Linked DNA regions of Hordeum vulgare: region 1 is linked to region 2. Evidence: chromatin contacts called from public Hi-C data. All regions are on one chromosome and are shown on one strand. The core of a region is the stretch at or near the end of the contact, and the rest is flanking DNA. Distances in the headings are between cores, read along the strand shown. Region 1 holds the start of LOC123408797 (psbP domain-containing protein 3, chloroplastic). Region 2 holds the start of LOC123410584 (geranylgeranyl transferase type-2 subunit beta 1).

Region 1 (4,368 bases), core at 762-3,261, 540 kb before region 2:
GACCTGACTTGGCTTATTCAGTCGGGATCGTGAGTCGTTTCATGGAGAATCCGACAACCGAACACATGAGCGCGGTCAATCAAATTCTACGCTATGTGAAAGGCACAATTAATCTTGGCTGCACGTACAGAAAGGAAAAGGAATGATTGATCCTTCGTGGATATTCAGATAGTGACATGGCAGGTGATGTTGATGACCGAAAGAGCACAACGGGCATGGTTTTCTACCTTGGCCCGAATCCGATTAGCTGGAATTCTCAGAAGCAAAAGGTGGTGGCACTGTCTTCATGCGAGGCAGAATACATAGCGGCAAGTACGGCGGCTTGTCAAGCAGTGTGGCTGAGAAGACTCCTAGCTATTCTTGCAAAGCGGGAGGTGCAGAAGGTGTCACTGAAGATCGATAACCAAGCTGCAATCTCGTTGTGCAAAAATCCGGTTCATCACGAAAGGAGCAAGCACATAGATACCCGGTTCCACCATATCCGGGAGTGCATTGAAGAAGGGTTGATCGAGGTTCAACATGTGAACACGAAAGACCAACTTGCCGATATTTTCACCAAGTCCCTCGGTCGACAGAAGTTCATCGAGATGAGGAGGAAAGTCGGAGTGCAAGAAGTGAAGTCAAGCAACAAGATTAAGGAGGTGAATGTAGATGTTAATCATGTTGCTCATGTAGGATTAGGAAAGAAAGCCAAACCGAGTCCTAGTAGTATTAGGATTCCTAGTCCTAGTCTATTTCCATAGTCCCTTGTGGACGTGTATAAAAGACACCCTAGGGGTGTTGATTGTAACACCAGAAAAACGAAAAGCAATACAAAGCAAAGGCTCGACACGGGCCTTTAGCCATCAAATCCATCGATCAGTTTTATTCGTGTCGCTAATTACGCAAGTTCCGTCAAGTAGCCGGTCGAAGCAAGAATCGCGTAGGCACGCCTGTACAACTGCATACGCACGTTCAAAAGCCAACAGTATATAGTCATTATTCTTGGAGAATGTGGATAGGCATTTGTGCAGTTCACTGAAGATTCTGCAAACAGGGTGCATAGTAGTACATACCAGGTTCTCGGCGAACTCGTCGACATTACCGAAGGACTTGAGGCTGGTGAAGTCTGGCCCGATTCCGGTGATCACGACGCTGACTGAAGTGTGTAGAAGAAAAAAATCTCATGAATTACGAGTGGAATGGGTATGGTGGATTGGTAGTTGGGAACGGGAGATGGAAGGATGCGTGCGTTGCGTACGTACCACTCGAGTTGGGGTTTTGCTCGGGGAAGAACGCCGTCACGTTCTTGAAGCCGCTGCGTTCACCTGCGCCGACCTGCCAGCCTGCACGGGAAAGGAAACATTCACCGAATTGCTCTTGCTCGTAGCCTTGCGGACTCTGATTCTGCCGCGCACAGTTCGTTTAAGAGCCAAAAAGACTGTATTTTGGCTGAACTCGCCCCATCTTTTTAATAGAAAGGCGAAGCACCTTGTGGAATCGCGAGGGTGAACTTGTTGGCCTCATCCTCGTACGCGGTGAACCCCTCCTGCGCCTCTTAAAATGAAACGAGATTCCACATCATCAGACATGGCCGGAGAAAAGGGAAACGGTGGTTGGCATTACCGGCGGCCTCGGCGAAAGCCTCGGCGGGGACGAGCAGTGGCGCCGACGACGCGGCGGTAGCGGAGAGGAGGACGCCGAGCAGGGCGTCCCGCCGCTTCACCCCCTCCTCCGTCCTCCGAGCAGGGAGGCAATGGCAGACCGTTGTTCTCGGCGGCTTCGCGTGGCCTCGTTGGGTCTTGCCGAGGCCCGGGCAGAGGGAGGCGGTGGTCACGGCGGCCATGGAGTACGGCTCGATGGTGGTCGACGTCGACGACGCTGATGTACTGTGCTTGCTCGGCTGCAGCTGCTGGTTCGCTTGGTTTTCAGAGGATATTTTTGCTTGGTGGCCGGCTGCCGTGTGGGACTTGTGGCTCGTCGTCCTCCTCGTTCCACGGCCAGTCTCGTCCATGGCCCGGGTCGACAAATAGCAAAGTGGGGCCATCAAACTCGTTCTTTTTTTTGATCAACCATCAAAACTCGGCTTCACCATGGGCTAGGTGGAGATGTGGCCGGTTCGGCGTGGACCGTACCATTAGCCGAGCCGGGATATACTATTCCGCGCACAGGAGATAAAATGTCTCTCCTGTGCTCGGGATATTATATCGTCCTCACGCGCTAGTTTTTGTATTGGCCGAGCCATTTACGGATTTCAGTTCCACCGGTACCAAAAAATGTCTTCCCTGAATCAATTTTTAATTTGGGGTTTTTTCTCGTTCTTTATTTCCATATATTTATTTTTCAATTTGCGAACAACTTTTTAAATTTATGAATATTTTTTTTAAATGTGATTTTTCATAAATTCATGAACATTTTTTTAAATCGTGAATATTTTTTAAATTTAGTATTTATTTCAAAAAAAGTTATTTTTTTTAATTTAGAACATTTTTAATTCACGTATTTTTTTTGTAAAATAGCATACATCTCTGGGAACTCATAAAAAATTAAAATGGCGAATTTTTTTGAAAATTTGGAGAAAATATTTACATTCGGGGACATTTTTTGTCTTTGGTGAAAAAACGATTGAGTTCATGAATTGTTTTCAATCAACGAACATTTTTTTATTTTTGTGAATATTTTTGAAAAGTTGAAACAATTTTTAAAATTCCTGAACATTTGTTGAACGTTTAACATTTTCTAAAAATTCATTATATTTTCTTAAAGAATCATGAATATTTTTCAAATTGTGGGCATTTTTTTAATACACGAATAAATTTTTAAATCATAAATGTTTTTTAAACCCGTCAGCATTTATCATTTCCCGAACTCTTTTCAAGTCATGACGAGAGAAATGAGAAACAGTGGTTGGCATTACCGGCAACCTCGGCGAAAGCCTCGACGGGGACGAGCATCGGTATCAATGACGTCGCGGTAGCGGGGAGGAGGACGTGGCAGGGCATCCCTTCGCTTCACCCCCTCCCCTATCCTTCGAGCAGGGAGGCAATGGCACACCGTTGTTCTTGGCGGCATCGCATGGCCTCGACGGGGCTTGCCGAAACCGTGACAGAGGGAGGAAGTGGTCACGGTAGCCATGGAGTATGACTTGATGGTGGTCGACATCGACGACGCTCTTATGCTTGCTCAGGTGCAACTGTATGTTGGCTTGGTTTCAAGAGGATATTTTGCTTAGTGGCCCAATGTTGTGTGGACTTGTGGCTCGTTGTCCTCATCGATCCACGTTCAGTCTCCTCCATGGTCGGCATGGAGAAGTAGGAGTGGGCCCATCAAAACTCGGTTTCGCCATGGGCCAAGTGGAGATCTAACCGTCTCGAGGTGGGACGTAGCATTAGCCGAGCCAGAATATACTATTCCGCGCACAGGAGAGAAAATGTCTCTCCTGTGCTTGGAATATTATATCGTCCTCACGTGCTAGTTTTTGTATTGGCCGAGCCATTTATGGATTTCAGTTCCACCGGTTCCAAAAAATGTCTTCCCTGAATCAATTTTTCTTTTGGGGTTTTTTCTCGTTCTTTATTTCCATATATTTACTTTTCAATTTGCAAACAACTTTTTTAATTTATGAATATTTGTCTGAAAATGTGGTTTTTTATAAATTCATGAACATTTTTTGAAATTGTGAATATTTTTTTAATTTTAGGATTTATTTCAAAAAATGTTTTTTTATTTAGAACATTTTTAGTTCACGTACATTTTTTGTAAAATAGCATCCACCTCTTGGAACTCATAAAAATTTAAAATGGCGAACATTTTTGTAAATTTGGAGAAAATATTTACATTCGGGAACATTTTTTGTCTTTGGTGAAAAACGATTGAGTTCATGAATTGTTTTCAATCAACGAACATTTTTTATTTTTGTGAATATTTCAGAAAAGTTGAAACAATTTTTAAAATTCCTGAACATTTATTGAACATTTAACATTTTCTAAAAATTCATTATATTTTCTTAAAGAATCACGAATATTTTTCAAATTGTGGGCATTTTTTGAATACACGAATAATTTTTTAAATCATAAATGTTTTTTAAACCCGTCAGCATTTATGATTTTCCGAACTCTTTTCAAGTCATGACGAGAGAAATGAGAAACAGTGGTTGGCATTACCGGCAACCTCGGCGAAAGCCTCGACGGGGACGAGCATCAGTATCAATGACGTCGCGGTAGCGGGGAGGAGGACGCGGTAGGGCATCCCTTCGCTTCACCCCCTCCTCTATCCTTCGAGCAGGGAGGCAATGTCACACCGTTGTTCTTGGCGGCATCGCATGGGCTCGGCGGGGCTTGCCGAAACCGTGACAGAGGGAGGAAGTGGTCACGGTAGCCATGGAGTATG
Region 2 (3,974 bases), core at 396-2,895:
TCTGACATGAATGATGAATCTGATAAGGCATCATACTAGAACACTTGAAATCGATGGACTATTATTAGGATATATTTTATGGACAAAATTCCAGTTCTACCCAGGTACCATAACAGTATGATTTGAGAGTAAAATCAAGATAACACATACTCTGCCCAGCATGAGACTCCCCTCCTGGCATAGCTCCAAATCCGCCGTCCAAGTTCTTACAGCTAACAATATATTCTACAGCCTTGTCCACATTAATTTTGTGCAGACGATGCAGTAATGACAAGGTGCATATGGAAATGTACGAGAACCTACAAGATATATATCACATTCATATTAGTAGGTCACACAGATGCCGCATTCAAATAAAACACACGGGAACTCGAAAAGAACAGCCAAGAGTGTTACCTAGTATCAACTTCACCCCAAATATCACCAGAAAATGATCCATCCTCATTTTGAAGTCCAGTAATATCTGACACAATTCAGATAGGAAAAAGAATAGGGTACCAGATTTCAAGATCAGGGTGCAGCTACTTCAATTCATTCAGAAAACTAAAGGCTTGCAGAAGCTTACAATGTTATTACTACTTCCCCATTTCATAATATACAACATGCAATTTAAGTCGAAGCCGCAGGGCAATCAAATACCTAGAACTGGCTGATGCAGCAGATTAGTGTTCCAAAATTATCGATCATCTACAATGTACTATCTCATATGGTATTGTATTCTGGATGCAGCAGTAGACTAAATTTTTGACATGCCGTACTTAGTGAGGAGATTAGTGGATCATAGTTCTTAGATGCTAAGCTGCGCGCTAACATAACTCCATGCAGCCATCCAAATTTCAAGATGCAATGTTGTCTCCTTCACTGCTGAAAAGGAAAGGTAATGTAAATGCAACACAATGTTTCAGCTTTCTTACTAGCAATTCAGGGAAATCAAGCAGCTACAAAACAAGATGAGAGATTTGACTACAAACATTAGGACGCCGCTAATGTAACATTCAGAAAACTAATACAGCAGTTGCAGCATGAAGCCCACTGAAGATCTTGAGAAGGATACAATCAGCAATTTTGTCTGCATCAAGAACATCCAGCCGATCGAAGAGGCAGAGGACCTGCACGGCGCTGAGCGTGTAGAGGACATGCGGGTCGTGCCCCACGTTCCCCCCGAACCCACCTGCACAGACACAACCCAAGAAGGCACACATCCGAATCATTCAAGAACCGAGGATCCGAATCGAGAAAACCGAGGCTTCCCCCTGCAGTCATAGTACCAGATCCCGGGTGGTAGCACGACATGATCCAGTCGACGACCTCGGCGGCGTCAACGGCGTCAAGCTTGTGGAGGAGGTCGAGCGTGGTGAGGCCCCAGTAGGCGCCGCTGGCCCGGAGGTGCTCCATCACCAGCGACTCGAAGGAGTCCTTCTTCTGCGGCAAACGGCGAGGAGGACGGATGAGTTGTCGCCGGAGACGGTTCGCATCCGAGAGGGGGTATGGGTTGGGTGGGTGGTTGCTTACCTTCTCGGCGGTGACGATGTAGCGGACGTGCTTCTCCGCGGCCAGCTCGCCTTCTTCACCCATGGCTTCCTCCTCCTCGTCTCCGTGGACGACTGCTGTGCTCTTCTCCGCCGCGAGCGTGGTGGAATCAGGGGGGACTGGGCCCGGAGCGGATGGATTACTTGGCTAGGCGGGCCTGTGGTATGGATTGTTTGGCGAGATGGGCCTCGTGCATCCAGCTAGTCAAGGTGGAGCAACCAGTTCGCTAACACTTTTTCGAAAGCCTTTCACCTATCACTCTCACATATCATCACTTACGCGTTCTCAGCCGTCGTCACATGTCGCACTTTGAACGTTTTTTTCATATTTTTTTATTATTTTTTGCACGTGTTTTCGGATTTTTAAAGTGATTTTCTTTCGGATTTTTTGGTGTTCCAGTTTTTTATCGGTCTTTCATAACTTTTGGAATTTTTTTTTGAAAAAACCACCTTTTCTGTTTTTTATGAAAAAACACGTTTTCTGTTTTTTATGAGAGGCATTGCTTCCGTGAGAGGCACAATCGTGCCTCGTGAAGGTATGGTTTTGTTTCGGCGAAAGGTATGTGTTTTGCATTCGTGAGAGGCACGCCAGTGTCTCTTCATAAAGAAAAAAATGTGTTTTCTACTTTTTTACGAGAGGTACGGTTTTGCTTTCGCGAAAGTCATGGTTTTTCCTTCGGGAGAGGCACGCCCGTGCCTCTTCCGAAAATGGAAAAAACGCGTTTTCTGCTCTCTTCTTTTCCGCGAGAGGCACGGTTTTACTTCTGTGAGATGCACTGTTTTGCCTTCGGGAGAGGCACGACCCGTGCCTCTCAGAAAGGAAAAAACGTGTTTTCTAATATATTTTTTCTATCGCGTGAGGCACGTTTTTTCCGGTTTTTTCATGGGTTTTTTTCGTGAAAAAGAAGTTCGTCAAAAGCTATCAACATGGGATCTAGTTTTGAGATCTCGACACGAGAAAACCAACGATGAAAATGATTCGATATTTAGACGCACAGTTTAGGAGATAAAACATTTTGAAAATACGGATCTACGAAAAAAGAAAAACTCTCAAGTTGCGATAAGGGGTACGCATGCAGTGCGCCACTTGTCGCAACCTGTGAAGGTGGAAGTAATCGTTGGAAGGTGTACTCGCTAATTAATGATTTCGGTCAAGGTGTGGTGGCGTCTGATTCATGAACGAGGTTGGCAATTCGGGATTTCCTATTTGAGGCTTATGCGCCCGTTTGTGTGGCGCATTCTTTGACATGTATGAGATGGACCGATCCATCTTTAATCGCTAAAATGGGATTTTTTTTATTTAACGCTTGTGCGCCCGTTCACAAGCAGGCGTCTGTAGGGCATTCCTTCACCTGTATGAGATGGGCCGGCCCATCTTTAATCGCTAAAACGGTTAGAAAAAAGGGACGCGGTGGAAGTTCGAACACGCGACCGGTTACTTCGGTTTGAGCGACAACCATCACTACGCCATTAACGGTTACCTATTACAAACATGTTATTCTTGTTTATATTTGTCGCTTCGGTCGTGGGAATCCTTCACTTTTTGAAAGCTTCTGAACCTTGCCAAACCGTTTTACCCGATTCGCTCGTCATTTGCGATGATGTTTTATTCGGGTTTTATTTTTTTATTTTATCTTTTAATTTTAATGCGTGAAATTTTTTAAATTCGTATTTTTATTCAAAATTTATGATTTTCCTTATTAAAAAATTAGATGAACTTTTCAGACTTGTGGAGAACTCTTTTAAAATTTGATGATTTTTTCCAAAATTTGATGAACTTTTAAAAAATTCGATGAACTTTTTTATTCTAGTTTGCTAGTTTGCTTTTTTGTCATAAAATTGTCATGTTTGCCAAACTCGTGTGAACTGAAATTATCATGAAAAATATTCAAGTTGCCATGCTTAAAACCCAAACTTCTAGGATTTACCTTTTCCATTTTTACGTTTAAAACACCCTTTATTGCATGGTAATAAACATAACATTGTTTATAAGTAGTCTAACAATACCATCTCATGGTTCTTTCAATCCACACACTACAGAATGTGTGTCGTGTCTAACGAAACTAGCTAAATCATAAGCCACCTAATTAGCTTTTGTAGGTGTATTGTAACGACCCGAACCTGATAAGATTCGATGTCTCTGTATTTACTGTGCTAGTCCATGTATCATTAGCTAACACACACAGTACAAGGTGTAATATTAAGAATAAACCACATGTCATAATATTACATCGTAGATCCAGAATTTAATATAATACATACCTCGTAGCTCAAGGCTACCGTACAAATAAAACATAGTGAGAAAGCAAATAAAAACTATAGACATCGAAATCCTACATCATATCACTCACTCATTGTACAATATCTGTAACATGATAAGTTACAGCCACAAGGGTCGGTACATTGAATGTACTCACAAGTCACACAAGGAATTATATAACAAAC

Evidence for each region. Hi-C and Micro-C count contacts between places; a contact is called where the count stands out from the background.
Region 1: a contact with region 2 is called in a Hi-C map of seedling, with 3 times the contacts expected there. The contact joins the promoter of LOC123408797 here to the promoter of LOC123410584 in region 2. A contact is called at or near these places in 3 of 6 Hi-C or Micro-C datasets (leaf and seedling).

Annotation. Positions count from the first base shown.
Region 1 is chr7H:181,787,219-181,791,586 of MorexV3_pseudomolecules_assembly, reverse strand. It overlaps LOC123408797 (psbP domain-containing protein 3, chloroplastic), which reads right to left and starts at 2,011. Exons shown (of 7, transcript XM_045101839.1): 1 at 1,606-2,011; 2 at 1,471-1,536; 3 at 1,245-1,325; 4 at 1,056-1,138. The coding sequence starts at 1,993.
Region 2 is chr7H:181,245,474-181,249,447 of MorexV3_pseudomolecules_assembly, reverse strand. It overlaps LOC123410584 (geranylgeranyl transferase type-2 subunit beta 1), which reads right to left and starts at 1,645. Exons shown (of 9, transcript XM_045103528.1): 1 at 1,269-1,645; 2 at 1,055-1,171; 3 at 397-463; 4 at 151-299. The coding sequence starts at 1,575.